2 separate regions of the Sus scrofa genome follow, and region 2 is linked to region 1. A link is a contact called in public promoter capture Hi-C data. All regions are on one chromosome and are shown on one strand. The core of a region is the stretch at or near the end of the contact, and the rest is flanking DNA. Distances in the headings are between cores, read along the strand shown.

Region 1 (2,700 bases), core at 18-2,517:
ACAGAAATGCCAGATCCTTAACCCACTGAGCGAGGCCAGGAAGTGAACCTGCAACCTCATGGTTCCTAGTCAGATTCATTTCCACTGCGCCACGATGGGAACTTCTAATTTGGAAAATATTACTGAACACCTACTAATCCTGGGCACTGTTCTAGCTGCTGGAGATACAGCAGGGGTAAAAACTTAAACTGGTGGAGGGAAGACAATAAACAAATAAGCGAGTAAATATATGTGCCAGGCAGGGATAAAAACAAAGAGAATGATGCAGAGTGGGGCCAACCAGGTAGGAGGGAGGACTTTGCAATTAAGGTAGTCGTGTAATTTATCCAGTGATGGACATTAGAATAGAGAACATAACCTTATTAGTTTTAGTTAATGTGTTTTCTTGGTTAATTCCTATTTCCAAGGAATTTTTTTTTTTCAGGGCCGCACCCATGGCGCAGGCATATGGAGGTTCCCAGGCTAGGGGTCTTAATGGAGCTACAGCTGCTGGCCTACACCACAGCCACAGCAACGCCACATCCGAGCCGCGTCTGGGACCTACACCACAGCTCACAGAAATGCCGAATCCTTAACCCACTGAGTGAGGCCAGGGATCAAACCTGCAACCTCATGGTTCCTAGTTGGATTCGTTTCTCCTGCGTCGCGAAGGGAATTCTGCAGTCTCCTCTTTTCAGAAGACTTTCCCCACCCCTCTGCCAGGCTTTCCTCCAGGTTTCCACTCAAATTTCACCTCCTCCTAACGGCCCCTTACCCTCTGCACAGGGCACTCGCCACCACAGACACTGTTCATTTGCGGGCTGTCTAGCAGAAAGTCAGTTTGGGCTCCCACCGTCAGGACGGGGCCTTCAGGCGCGTCGCCTCCAGGTGCCCAGGGCCACAGGAGCCGCCCAAGAAACGTCTCCAAGGAAAGAGATGTCACACAAACACACGGGTGCCCATTCACACACAGAAAAACCCCTTCCCCGCTTCAAGGCCACGCCAGGATGCTACCCATCTGCAAACCCACCTGGCCCCTGACCGGGACTCAGGCTTGCGCGCGCTCATATGGATACGCCCCAGCCACAGACCACTCGGATCCGGGTGTACTGACACACACGTGCATGCGCCCACACATGCTAGGCGGTACGCAGATCGCATTCTCCGCCAGAAACAAGGCAAGCGCAAGCGCGCGGAAACACCACTCAAAGCTCCTCCCTGGGCCCACCTGGAGCCAGGCGCCTACTGCACGCACGCGCGGCCTCGAGTCCCGGCCTCGCCCGTCGGAGGCGGGGCGCTCTGGGGGCGGGTCCTGCGGCACCGCCCGGGAAGCTGCGCGAGGCTGGGAGGCTACCGCCACATCCTCCTCCTCCTTCTCCTCCTCCCGGTCCAGACGAGCCGAGCTGGGTCGTGGCCGAGCCGAGGGCTCTGAGGGCGCAGGCGGAGCGGGGCACGGAGCCATGGCGCACCAGACCGGCATCCACGGTGAGGGCAGATGGCGGACGGACGGGGGGCCGAGGGAGAGTCTGAGGCTGCGCCCCCTCCTGGGCTCCCGGCCCCTGTTTCCGATCCGGCACCAGCCTAGGGAAGCTTCCTGTTCTCTTGCAGCCGTGGGTCGCCTGGGGTGGGCAAATCTTAGTGGGGTGCGGACTTACTGGGCATAGTTGGGGGTGAAGGTATCTCTGTTCCCATCCGGGGGTGGATGTGCCTGTGTGTGCCTATCTATGTATTTTTGTCCCTTTCTGGGAGTGGGTGTACCCGGATGTGCACATCTGAGGGAGTGAGCACGCATGTGCACTTGTATGTACGGACCTGTGTGCACATCTGGATATGACTGCTTGTGTACATCTAGGGTCATTCGTGCACATACAGCAATGTCTTGATTGGACACTGTTGCATGGAACCATCTTTAGACATCAGTGTTTCGTGACTGTATGCACATGTCTGTGGGAGTCTGTGTGTGTGTGTGCACGCACAATTTGAGTGCATCTCAGTGTTCATTTGTTACCATGGATGGGTGTTTGGTTTGTACTGCTTTATGTCTGTGTGAGAAGGGAGCCCCGACCTTTGGCTCCTCCCAGGACCCTCACAAACCAGCCTGGGAAAAACTAAATGGGATGTGGAGAGTCACCAATCTGACCTTGACCTCTGATCTCCTGAGTCTGCCCCAGCTGGTATTGGAAGGTCCCAGCTCCAGGCTGGAGGTAGGAAAGAGGCTCCTGACCCTAGAGATTCCAGGCCAGGTCCTCCTTCAGCCCAGAGCATCAGCCTCCTCTCCCAAATGGCTTGGTTTCCTCCTTATACAGGATGGGAAAGAAGCAATGACCAGGGGCCAGGTGTTCTGACCCTACCCAGGCCTCAATGTCCCCCTGTGTCACTGACCTGGGAGGGCTACCTGGCCTGTGGGGAAGGCCCAGGCTGCTTACCCAGGTAGCCCAGTGGTTTGGCCTTCAGCCATTCCTCCTACCACGCCAGGATCCTCTGCCTGGGGCCATCATCATCGACCAGCCTGACCACCTGGTCTGCTTGCGGTTGTGGCCGCTTGGTGGCTGGCCCTGAGAGGGTTTCCCTGGCCCCGCCCACAGGACCAGAAAAGGCAGAGGTCTGGGTCTGGGCCAGCTACTCTCCAAGAAGAGCTGGAGGGGCAGCTTCATGACTCAGCCCCACAGAAGGGAACAGCCCCTCACTGGACCTGCCCCTTCCTTCCCCTTTGTCTGATCG
Region 2 (2,700 bases), core at 118-2,617, 220 kb before region 1:
TGCCTGGCCCCGCCCGCCGCGCTCCTAGCAGCGGGGGAGAAACTGAGGCTCCGGGCGGGAACTGCTCTGGGAATTGCCAGTCAGTGCCCAGGAAGGAAGGACCAATGGCCCCGCACCTTCCGGCGTACCTGAAGCGAGTCACTGCTTCGCTTGGTCTCAGTTTCCTTCTCCAGAAAAGAGGCAGTGGTTACCTCTCACCTTCCTCTTGGGCTCATTCCCAGTTGAGCACAAGAAGGCTAAAGGAGAAGAAAAATTGGGGCTTAGAATGCAAGCAGGACAGAATAATTGTGTCAGTTCTTAACCTCTCCAAGACTCAGATCTATGTCACATGGGCTTCCAGAGAACTGAGTGGGCTAGTCCACGCAAACGCCTGGCAGGCAAGGCAGGGAGCTGGTGTGAGTTCTGCGAGAAGGTGTTGAGTTAGGTGGAAGCAATGGCTATGTGCTGGCCATCTGGCACAAGACCCCCGCTGGTGTTCTACTAGAGCTCAAAATGAGGGGGCGATAGATTGGCTCTGGACCCAGGAACTGCAGTACTGGAGCACAGGCAGAGAAGGAGCCTTAACCCAGGGGAAGACCCAGATCTAGAAGAGAGAGGTGGTAAACCAACTTCAGGGGAACAGTCTTACACAGATGGGGCATCTGTGAGGGTGAGTTTGTTGAATGATTGATTGAATGCAGTCAAGCCCAGAGCTAGTACTTCTCTCCCTGGGGAGATGAGAGGTCTCAGGCAGGGCTTCTCTGGCACCCTTGGCAGAAAGGCTCCAGCCCATACTCTCCTGAGGTAGGTCAGTGCCTTCCTTCTCCACTAGTACCACAGCACCGTACTCTGAACTTGGCATTCGAGGCTTCTCTGAGGGTTCTGCTCTCCCACCCTCTCCTTACATAGTGTTGCCCCTGCTCCAGAGAGGTTTAACCTAAGTTAGGAGCTGCCACGTCAGCCAGACCTCAAGCAAGTCCTTCCAGGAGCCTCACCTATTCCCTTGATTGGATAGGGGTTGAGCTGCTGTGTATAGGGGCCTCACCTCCGGGGCAGACAGGAGCTGCAGTATAGTGGGCCCCAGGCGAGGCCCCTGTACACAGCTCCCGTCTGTCCTGGGCTTATGTTTTCATTTTTTCAAAAAACTTTTCTGGAGAGTCCCTGGGGAGATGGAGGACAGAGGGAGAGAGACCTGGTCCTTATAGCCCTTCATCTTCTCCTTGCCCTGGGCGGAGGACACAGGGACTCAGGCCAGTGTGAGATCACCAGGTCCAGGGGAGGGAGTGGAGGATACGGCAGGCAGGGGTGGGCTGGGCCGGGAATGTGGCGGGGCAGGGCTATTTAAGCCGAGGGCCGCTGCTGGCAACCTCAGCAGCCTGCCCTGTGAGCCGCCAGTATGGATGACATCTACAAGGCTGCGGTGAGGGATGGGCCTGGGCAGGGCTGGGGTGGCGGGCCCACAGGGGGCTCATTCAGCTCATGATGGGGGCAAGGTCACCTGAAGGAGATGGTGGGAATCCAGGAGAGGGACCACGTACTTTCAACCCAGGCCCTCAGGGGCTGGTGGGGCTGGCATTCCAGGGTGTGGAAGGGGTGAGGAGTTTAGGGTCTGTGGGTAGCTGTCAGGGTGGGTGGAGGAAGATGTCGCAGCTTTGGCATCATGTCTGCCCCTGTCTCCAAATGTCTCTAGTCTACGTCACTGGTCTCTGGACTTTTGCTGTTTCTAGTCTCTTTCCATCTCTTTGTTCCTTCCAAGCTCTCCCTCTGAGGCTCTGTTGCTGTTTCCCTGTCCCCACCTCCCCCACTGCTGCCCCTCATATTCTGCTTCTCACATGTCCACAATCCCCCACCCCCTCCAGCCCCTTGGCTGGCTGCAGATGCTGTGGAGAGTGGGATAGGGGTTGTGAGGAGGGGGCTGGAGAGCTGGAATCCTGAGCTGGAGAAGGGGCTCTGAAGTTTAAGGCAGGCAGGGAGGGACTGGGCATGGGGGTGGGGAGCTGGGAAGAAGGAACAGAGAGCTGAGGCCCCAGCCCGCATCCAGCTCGGCAGGCTCCGGATCAGTGGCTTAGCCAGGGGTAAGGGCTGGAGGGTGGTCACTTCAGGTCCCTGCAGGGCCCACTGAGGGGCTTCAGATGTGATTCCATGCCAGCAGGGGGGTGTGTTACTGACCTCCTCCCACCGTAGAGACAAGGACATCTGACATGGACAGCTGCTCCCAGGGGAACCCCTCCCTCAGCCCGGGGAAAGGAAGGGGGTGCCTCTGCCTATCCTGCAGGAGTCCATGGAGCTGGGGGGGCAGTCCTCCGCCCCATGCCCATACAAGGCCTGGCGGGGCTGGGAACTAATTTTGGCTCCTGAGGCTCCAGCAGGCCAGGGGGCTAGATAACGCTGCCCCACCCCCTGCATGCCAGAGTCCCCAGAACAATCACCAGGTTTAACTTTGTCCCCCGTTAAAAATAGCCCAGTGGCCACCCCGGTCAGGTTACAGTGGGTGGCTTTGCCTAGCCCCACTTTGGTTTTATTGTCCCAACCTGAGGGACAGCTGTCTCTTGGGCCACCCAGCTTGGGTTTCAGCCGGGGGTTGGGGGTGGGGTGGGGAGGGCGATGACTATTGTTACTCAGGGTCACCTTGGTCGTGGAAGGGGTTCCCACCTGTCACCCTGGCCCTGAGCCCAGTCTCAGTGAGGCTAGCCAGGTCACCTCAGGGCTTTGGGGGGCAGG

Evidence for each region. Promoter capture Hi-C pulls out the DNA fragments that hold promoters and counts their contacts.
Region 2: a contact with region 1 is called in a promoter capture Hi-C map of fetal liver, with 3 times the contacts expected there. The contact joins the promoter of TNNC1 here to the promoter of TWF2 in region 1. A contact is called at or near these places in 3 of 5 promoter capture datasets (fetal liver and liver), 10 of 47 Hi-C or Micro-C datasets (alveolar macrophages, embryonic fibroblasts, heart right ventricle and 6 more) and 2 of 2 datasets of contacts at active chromatin or transcription factors (alveolar macrophages and skeletal muscle).

What each region holds. Positions count from the first base shown.
Region 1 is chr13:34,369,564-34,372,263 of Sscrofa11.1, reverse strand. TWF2 (twinfilin-2) reads left to right here and starts at 1,267. Exons shown (of 9, transcript XM_013981767.2): 1 at 1,267-1,464. The coding sequence starts at 1,440. It also overlaps a transcript of TLR9 not described here.
Region 2 is chr13:34,592,987-34,595,686 of Sscrofa11.1, reverse strand. TNNC1 (troponin C1, slow skeletal and cardiac type) reads left to right here and starts at 1,367. Exons shown (of 6, transcript NM_001130243.1): 1 at 1,367-1,399. The coding sequence starts at 1,376.